Regions from separate parts of the Callithrix jacchus genome. Here region 1 is linked to region 2. A link is a contact called in public Hi-C data. All regions are on one chromosome and are shown on one strand. Each heading gives the region's core, a stretch centred on a gene start, on an enhancer-like site or on the middle of the called end of the contact. The rest is flanking DNA. Distances are from core to core; before and after follow the strand shown.

The links. Hi-C and Micro-C count contacts between places; a contact is called where the count stands out from the background.
Region 1: a Hi-C map of skeletal muscle shows a contact between it and region 2, with 4 times the contacts expected there. The contact joins the enhancer-like site here to the promoter of LOC144579927 in region 2. A contact is called at or near these places in 3 of 3 Hi-C or Micro-C datasets (induced pluripotent stem cells and skeletal muscle).

The regions. Positions count from the first base shown.
Region 1 is chr17:49,959,780-49,964,534 of calJac240_pri, forward strand. All of the region lies in intron 2 of RYK (receptor like tyrosine kinase), which reads left to right. Among named protein-coding and RNA genes, the nearest start is that of RYK, 34 kb to the left of the region's middle. Within about 2 kb of position 3,407, at least 1 of the 16 cell types and tissues checked has an H3K27ac peak or open chromatin away from gene starts, as enhancers often do. A contact at or near this core is called in skeletal muscle, where this site is marked.
Region 2 is chr17:49,868,923-49,873,632 of calJac240_pri, forward strand. LOC144579927 reads right to left here and starts at 2,270. Exons shown (of 2, transcript XR_013528631.1): 1 at 2,192-2,270.

The DNA of each region.
Region 1 (4,755 bases), core at 2,157-4,656, 92 kb after region 2:
CCTGAGCTTGGTCTAGCATGTGGTACCTACTGCAGAAGAGATGTTCAGGTACAAGCCACAGGGCAAGATCAACAAATGGGGAACTTCCAAGCAGTTAGGGCTTTTCAGAGTTGGAATGTGCGGCTCTAGGAGTGGTGACTCTCCTGTTTCTGGAACTGTAAAAACATATAGGCTAGGACACTTGATAGTAGTTTAACAAATGGTATTTTTCAGATATTTTAGTGAGGTTTTAAGTTTGGAAAAATGAGTGGTTTGAATATAAACTTAAACTGATTTCACGAGTTCATCTGTAACAGGTATAAAAATTTAGAGGAAAGTAACCATCTTATAATGTTTAGTAAAAAACTAAGGAAATATGTGTGTGTTAATCTAGTTTCAGGCTTTAGCCACTATTGCAGTTCCTAATTCTAGGTGATTTTAGCACAATGTATTACATTTATTTATTTTAAAAATTAATCTTATGAGTAGATAATATATGCACATAGTAAAAATTAGAAAAGACATATACAAAAAGGGTATACAATGAAAAATAAGTCCCCTACACCTTCTAGTACCATCCCTGAGCAATCCAGCTACTTAGATCCTCTTCCCTGAGTCAGCCACTGTTGCCTGATTCTTGTCTTTCCTTTAGAAATAGTTGGTGCATATATAAGCATCCATGTGTATATGTGTGTATACGTCTTTGAAAAACTAACATACCACATACTTTTCTGCAGTTTGCAGAGCACTGAACAGTATCCTGGTCAAGGATCTGTCACTTGATAAAGAGTTGCACCTTTTCCCCTTTCAAATGGCTGTATTATTTATTATTATATGGTTGTACTTCGGTTATTGATCAGTTCCTATGAGGGAATTAAGACCCAGATTTGGAAAGGGATTTGCTTAAGATGGTTGAAGTAGGGGTAAAGATGACCTGAAATGAGAAAGTCACACATGAGGGCAGGGGAAGCTTGATGAAGGGTTTGTCACCTAATAATTTAGCCCTGAGGTGTAATCATGTACTTTCAGAAAGAAGGCTGTGGCTCTCAAGCTCTGACACAAGCTCAGAAACTCTTGGTTTTTGCTTTTTAAGGTTTTGCCAGAAGATGAAATATTTGTTTCCAGAGATCTGCAGGCTCCCTGGTATATATGTCAGTTCAACATTGTAGATATTTTAACATTAGTTTTCATATATCACAGCTTCTGGCAATAGCGGTGTTCTTCAGTGTTTCCACTGTTTTGTCTTGCCGCCCAGATTGTGGTCTCTTCGGAGGCTTGAAGCTGTCTTACTCTTAGTGAGTGGTCAGGAAAGACCATTGTGTGAATTGCATTTTGAGATGGGAGAGAACTCCAGTATTGCTTCTCTTTCATAAGACCACACACTGAAAAGCAGGCTACTGATAGGCTTTAACAGATAATTAGTTTCTTCCGTATTCCAGAACAGCCCCCAATATCTAGGAAAAACATGTAATTGTGTCTGTTAAGTGTCAGTAGTTATTTTAGATAGCCAAAAAGCAGAAACTTGCCAAAATGTAGCAGAATATTTCCACTACCCACCCCCACCTTGTGGCTATTCTCTGCTTTCAGGAACTCATCATCATTGTCTAGGAGGAGTTGCAGGGAACTTGTCCAGAGTTCCAGCAGCACCGCTGGAGGCCAGTGACTGTGCCCTGTGCAGAATAAGGTTTCTATGAGAAAGGCATTACTTCTGGTAAATTCAGAGAAATTAAAATGTTGTTTGGCTGTAGACAAGTGTTTTCATCACTTTAAATCTGTACTCTCTGTGTTCCAGAAGGAAATGGCTTAACTTACTAGCTTCCTATTTGTAATTGCTGTTTATTTCCAAGTAAGGGAACATTAGCAAAAATGTTTATTTTTTAGTTTATTCAAATGTTTATATTTTTTGTAGTTTTTTTTTTTGAGACTGAGTCTTACTCTGTCACCAGGCTGGAGTGCAGTGGTACGATCTCGTCTCACTGCATCCTTCGCCTCCTGCGTTCAAATGATTGCCTGCCTCAGCCTCCCGAGTAGCTGGGATTACACGTGCCTGCCATCATGCCCTGCTAATATTTGTATTTTTAGTAGATCAGGGTCTTGCCATGTTGGCCATACTGGTCTTGAACTCCTGGCCTCAAGTAATCTACCTGCATTGGCCTCCCACAGTTCTGGGATTACAGTCATGAGCTACTGCCTGGCCTGTAGTTTCCTTTTTGAAGTACTTTGGCTCACTCTACATTCTGATAAACAACTGCTGTTCAAATCTCTTTGTCCCAGTAGACTACAAATTTAACTTTTGAGCAGATATGTTTCTTTAAAGGATGATTGGCAAGTGAGAGTCCTTACAGATTGATACATGCCAAACTAGAGAAAATTGGACTTCAATAATTGGCAGTTTCTTCTCTAATCCCAGAAACTGTGGGTTTAAAATTTGTATCCTTAAGACTGGAGAGGGAGAAGAGAGCTACCTTGTGAATGCCTCCCGTTTTCAGACAGTTCCTCAAAAAAGGAGCCAGAAAGCGGGCTTCCACCCATTCATGCTTCATATTCCTCCAAGCTGCTTGGAGAAGGCCAAAGGGCTGCCTTCTCAGACCTCTTCCTCAGCCCTTTGCACCTCTCCCTGTCCCCTCATTCAAGCCAGCTGTACTCACAACCTCATTTACCTCCCTTCTTGCCTCCTTTTTCCCTTGCCACACTGAGACGCTCAGGTGCCAGTCTTACCCCTTTCTTAGAACTGCAGTTAGGGCCCTTGACCCCTTTGCCACACCCTCTCTGCTTACTTAGGGGTTCTGGTCTCTGGTCCTCTGCCTCTTTCCTTGTGATAACGGAGACCTAGAATAAAGGAGACGGCAAGTTTCGGGGGAAATAGTAAGTGTAGCTCTGAATTTGTTAAGTTGGAGGGCTGTAGGATTATTAGGTAGATAAGTCGAGTAGGTAATTGGACACTTGGGAGAGATTGAAGGTAAAAGAGAACAAGAGAGAGAAATTAAGATATCCCATCAGTGGTGAAACGGACTAGAACTTAGTGTACTTAGGAGAGAAGGATTTACATTTGGCATTTGGATAGGAAAATGGATCTTTCTTTGAGACTGGAATGAAAAGAATGGATGCTCTACCAGATCTGCCTGGTGCTGGAAAAAAAGGCAGAAAGGGAGCTCCTCTGTGCTAGTGGAAAAGGACAAGAACATTGAGGGTGAGGAAGTGGGAAGGACCTGTGAGGTTGGAATAAGACTAGGGAAGAGAGGGCCAGTGAGGAAGGGGTTGCTGAGTGGAACTAAGGGCCTCCCCTGAGCCTGGAGGTCGTTGTTGTGTAAGAGCTTCTCTGTAGGATGGATTTCCTTCAGCAGTGCTGAGTGGCAGGAGTAGACTAAGGGGTGGTCAGGATATTGGAGCTGCTGTCTGAGAGCATGGAGGGAGTGAACCAGCTGAAGGTGCCAATATAATTGTCAGTAATGTTGCCTTCTTTAGGGCATGGGCTGTGGGGAACTTGAAACTAGGTGTTCATGGCTAGACTGGAGAGAAGGGAAGTGGCTTTAACTGGCTACTGCATCCTGCTATGAACACAGTCCTGGCTCATAAATGTGCCTTGTAAATGTTGGCTGACTTGGAGTGGTGGAGTCAGAGAACTGGTTTTATAGGAATTAGAGGTGAGTGGTGAAAGGTGGTGATGGGATCTTTGGTAGAATGGCATTTTTGCATTTGTTTTAGTAATAAAGTAGTTCTTTAGTGTGGCAGGATATTGAATACTGAATATTGAAGCCAGGGAGAACATGGCAGGAGACCAAGGCCTCTGCAAGTCCTGTGTGGGTCCCTGGTGTTGATGGCATGAGAAGTCACCATTATGAGTAGAAGTTGTGAGCTTTGGCTGGGCTCTGTGGCTCAGGCCTGTAATCCTAGCACTTTGGGAGACCAAGGCAGGTGGATCATTGGGGGTCAGGAGTTTGAGACCATCCTGGCCAACATGGTGAAAACCCGTCTGTACTAAAAATACAAAATTTAGCTGGGCATGGTGGCGTGTGCCTATAGTCCCAGCTACTCAGGAGGCAGAGACATGAGAATTGCTTGAACCCAGGAGGCAGAGGTTGCAGCGAGCTGATATCACGCCACTGAACTCCAGCCTGGGTGACAGAGTAAGCCTTGGTCTCAAAGAAGTTGTGAGCTTCAAAGTAGAGGGGATTTATATGAGGGCATGAGGAAGGGATGTCTGCGAACAGGCCAAGACACTAGGTCTGGTCTTGACCTAGTGATCCTAAAGAGTGCTGACCCTTTATCTAGGCTCTGAAGGTCAGGTATTATAGGAACTGAATGATAGGCAGGGGAACAGATGACTTTTAAGGAAAGTCAGGTTGTAGAAGAAGATTGGAAGATATTTGTGAAGAAGCCAAGAGTGTAGGAGGCTGTTCTGAATAGGGAGGTTCTTAGAATGGGGGTAAAAACAGAAGGCCTGCAACAGTGTTCTTGACAGACCCAGGGGGGTTTATGTCAGAATCCCTGGGGCCAACAGTAGGCTGATGATTATGGAGAAGTGCAGCCTGGCAATCAGGTGGCTATTTTGGAATGACTTCTGATGCCACTGATGTCTGCATTTATCAGAGGGGACTGGTGCCAGGCTAACAGGTGTATTGCATTAATGATCCTATTGGATCCTCATAACATGTTGTGTAACCCTCATTTTGCAAAAAAACGAAACTCAGAGAAGTTATTAATTTACTTAAGGGTCACATGGTCTCAAGGTTCCAAACCCAGTTCCTGCTGGCATTGCTGATTTCTTTTGTGCAT
Region 2 (4,710 bases), core at 1,020-3,519:
CAGCCAATGTATACAGAGCCAATGTATACACCTACTAGGTGCTAGGCCCCCTGCCAGATGCTTTATGGGGATTATCTGTCAGTCCCCACAATACTCCCACAGCAGTGTGCTGAGCCCTGATTCTCTTCTCACTCCTCATGGGCCACTGCTGTGCCTCTTGCAGAAGAGGGGCGCCACAGACCAACTGACATCATGGGTGGACTGAGGTGGACACCCTGACCCTTACTGTGACTCAGCTGGGCCTTTGGCAGGCATGGGGAGAGGCCTGGAGCAGACTTAACTCTCTGTTTGGGGGCCAGTCAGACCATAGGCTCTTCCTCCACAAGGTTCCCTCTGTCTAAAATACTCTTCCCCCATCTTTTGGGCTGACTCCTACAGGTCTTCCAAGTTACTTCGCAGCTTCTCCGGGGAAGACCTCCTGTATCTCCACCTCCAATCTGGGTTATTCCTTGGTGTCCCCCCACATCCTGGGCTCCCGCAGCTCTCCCTGGGTGTTTCAGAGACCGTCTTAAGGATCAGAATGTCATCCCTTCAAGGACAGAGGATGACTTCACCTCTATGTCCCCAAAATTAATCTCAGGGACTGGCATGGAGCAGACAGTCGGTAAATGAATGAGTCAAATGCTGTTAGTTATTCAGTCACTCTCTGGGCGGTCAGAAAGCGCCTAATCCCAAACTATATTGTCCGCTTTTCCTCTCCGCGTCTCTCCCCAGGTCTTGCCATTCACAATATGGCCCCTAAATTGGCACATTTTGAAATCTGAACCCTGTGTCCCTTGAGGCTGATGATGGGGAGGGGCAGGTCCTCTATTTCCCCTTTCAGCTACTGGCCAGGCTTTCTCAGCGCATGAGCGCACCCCTGCGGCCTTCCCTCCCGCTGCACCCCTGTCCGGTGCCTCCTGCGAGTCCTCCCTCGGGGCCCTGTCCTCCACCCGGACGGACAGTCGTGCCAGGAGCTCGGAGGGGTGGCTCAGAGGGGGCCAGCGTTCTCCAAGGGGAGGAGAACCAAGTTTTGCACTCACAGAGCGCAGTGAACACCCTGTTCACATTCCTGTGCCGGCCGGAATGCCGGCCTGGGACCAGCCAAAGGCCGCATTCCTCACGCCGCGGCCAGAGCACAGTCCCGGATTCCGCCCCGCCCCGCCCCTCCCCTCCCCTCCCGGGCGCTCCCCGCCGCCGACCGCCCCTCCCGGGCCCGGAGCCCGAACCCGAGCTAGTGCGGGCGCCCCCTGGCGGCTGCCCCACTCCGTGCCCAGCGCGCCTTTTGGGTCTGGGAGTCCCCTCTCCCTCTTCACCGGGAAGCGTTCGGCCTCCCCACACTGCTGCCTCCATTGCTGCAGCCCCACTCCTCCGTCGTTTTCAGTTTTGTTATTTGCTCCCAGTGAAAACAGGTAAAAAGCTTTCACGGCCCCTCAGCCTTGGTGACAAAACACCTCGCCCCCGGGCTGCTTCCTCTCCCGGCTTCCCCGTCCCCCCGGGCGCGGCCTTGGCCCTCTCTAGCGCCCGCACCTCTCCGCGCTCCCGCCGCGGCTCCCGGCTCCCGGGGTCGGCTCCCGCGCAGGCATCTCAGGCCTCGGCCCCGCTGCAGCCTTGGCCCTGCCCGCCCGCGCGGCGGCCCTGCGGAGGGCTCAGCGAAGGAAACGCAGCCCGCCCCTGTCCCTGCAGCTCTGGGTTGGAAACTGAGTGAAAATGGGCCAAAGTAGGTCTGTAGGAGTGTCCACCCGCCCCGCCGGGTAAAGCGCCGCTGCCCCGTAGGGAGGATCACGCTCCTGGGGAGAGTCGAGGCCCCAAGAAAGTCTACAACCGCTGGGCTGGGGGTTTCCACGACGGTATAGAAACCACTCGGATCGCACACACCAGCACACGCACAGCTGCGCCGACGTGGAAACACCACGGGATCAGGTGAGCAAATGGGCTTTTCCCTAGAGCCAGACCACAGGCCTGCGGAAGTCCTCGTCGTCCCGCAGCGACTCGAGGCGCCAGTGTGTGCTGTCCGCTTGCCCCCGCAGGGGGCCTTGCCCAGACTCCCGGCCAGTGTGTGCCGCCCTGGGCCGGCACAGCATGGGCTTTCACCCATTCCCCAGCTTGCTGACGAGGAGCTTTCTCAGTGGGAAAGGTGCCACATGGCCTAACAGTATTTGCGTGGGGAAATTTGCATGTGTATCAGCCCACAGAACTGTGGAGGACTCACCCTGTAGATGAAGTGACACCTGGGAACCCAGCAATGCAGAAAGGCATGCCTGGAACTTGCATTGCTCACCATCCTGAGCGTGGTTTGTGCTGCCAGGAAAGGCGGGAAAGCAGAACCCAGGCTCTCATTGGCAGACACCTGGCCTGGAGGAAGGGTGGGAAGTCAGGAGCGCTGCCTGCCAGGCTGAGCCTGATGGCTGACTTGCCTTGCTTGGTTGGTTTCGTAGCCTCTGAAAGCCGGAAAATAAAGTGGCCCCCTTCCTACCTGGCAGGGGTGTTGCCTGCAATATCTGGAGGTGAGCCCAGAGCGACCAGGTGGCAAGTGGCCATGCAGCCCTGATTTGAGGTTGCAGCCCTGGCTCAGGGTCTGCCTCTTCCCTGTAACACAGAAGATGGACATTCTAGACATTTTACAATACCCTGGCAGTTCATCAAATGGCAGTGCCACAGCTCTGTCTCAGTGGGGTGTGAGGGTACTCGAGGTGATGATGACTAAGTCAGACACAAGAGAAGCCCCCGTGAGGAGCCTATTCATTTTACAGACACTTATGGAACCCAGCCCCTACCTCCAAGAGACTCACTGTCCCCTGGGGGAAGCAGATGCCTGGCCATTTCAGTGCAGAGTGATAACTGACAAGGCAGAAGCAGCCCCAGTGTGCAATCCGAGGACCACAAGGGTTGCTGGACCCGCCCAGGGCAGAGCAGGACAGGGTGGGCCTTCTGGAAGGAGCTGTGGTCCAGGGCAGCAGAGGCAGGGAGGAGGCTCTGCCAGGAGAAGGAACTTTCTGGCCTCTACTCTAGAGTCCTGTGTGTGTGTCTGTGGGACAGAGTCTTCCTCTAACACCCAGCTAGAGTACAGTGGTGCTATCCTGGCTCACTGCAGCCTCATATGCCCAGGCTCAAGCCATCTTCCTGCTTCAGCCTCCTAATAACTGGGACTATAGGCGCGAGCTACTTACTGCACCCAGCCTAGAGTCCTTTGTAGGATTCTGCAGGCAACATGCCATTGTGCTGATATTCTGCTAAAGAACCTCCAGGGATTTGGCCAGTCATGTGGTTAGACTGGCATTTAAGCCTTGCATTCTAAGGTTCCTTTCTGAAGATGAGTGGGATTGTGATTTCCCACTGGGCCTAGGTAGGGATCTGGTTTGGGGGATGAAATGGCCTCAGAAATTCAGCCCCTTCTCTTGGAGTTACTTCAATTCAGGGCCCTCCTCACTGAAGTGTCATATCATTCCCCACACTCGCGTGTGTCCAGTGTGTGCAGCGGAACTGGGCTGGGAGGGCTGGGTTCCAAGGGAGGACCGGCCCCCATCTCCCGTTACCTTTCCTGCATACTCACATGAATGGCTGACCTCTTCGGAGCCTCACTTCATCCTTGTGCTGAAAATGAATAAACGACCCCCAGGCCTTCCCAATTCCATAGTAAGAGAAATAAACTCAAATAATAAACTCTTTGAAAGACTTTAAAAATGTCATTTTACAGAATAATGTTTCTCAAAGTCCCTAGTTTGGGATGTAGGGGAGGGGCTTGTTGAAAATCCCTTTTCCTGGACGAGCTCATAGAATCTGAGCTGGGAGGCCATAAGCAAAGCCCAGGACTCTACATGCTTAAATCATCCTAAGGAATACTGATGCTTTGACAAGAACTTACACAGACAACCTTATGTTTGTTCTCAGGAAGTCCTCTTAGAAAGTTCATTTAACTATCTCAAATCTGTAATCTCAGCACTTTGAGAGGCTGAGGTGGGCAGATCGCTTTAGCCAAAGAGTTCAAGAATAGCCTGGGCAACATAGTGAGACCTCATCTCTACAAAAAAATTTAAAAAATTAAAAATCAGCCAGGCATAGTGGCACGTGCCAGCTACTTGGGAAGCTGAGGTGGGAAGATCCCTTGAGCCAGGGAGGTCAAGGCTGCAGTGAGCCGTGATCGTATCACTGCACTCACAGAGTGAAACCCTGTCTCAGAGAAAGAAAATAAATAAGAATCATCTTTCTGTCAAGATTCAGACAAATACCATGAGAAAAATCTACCCCTGAAAGGAAGAACTTAAGAAAAGGAATCCAGAAGGAGGCTCCTCCATTGTGCAAGATGGGAAAATGCACACAAAGTCCACACTCGAGGGAGTGCCACAGAGCACCACGCAATGGAAGGCTCCAACCTGCTTCCTCCTCCCTTTTCTCTTCCTCCCCTCCTTTCTGTTACAGGAATTGGAGACTCATAAAGTAGACCAAAAACAAAAACCACCTGACTTTAAATGCCTCAGTTGGAATTGAAACCAAAATCCCCAAGGGTCATAGTTCCAATACCTAGCCCTTGAGCAACGTCAGCAACAGTCTTCACATACCCAGCAGCTCAGCCCCTTGGCTCCAAACAAAGAATGGTAAAGATGGGTCGGGGTGTGGTGGCTCACCTCTGTAATCCCAGTGCTTTGGGAGGCCAAGGTGGGTGGATCACGAGGTCAAGAGATGGAGGCCATCCTGTCCAACATGGTGAAACCCCATCTCTACTAAAAAAAA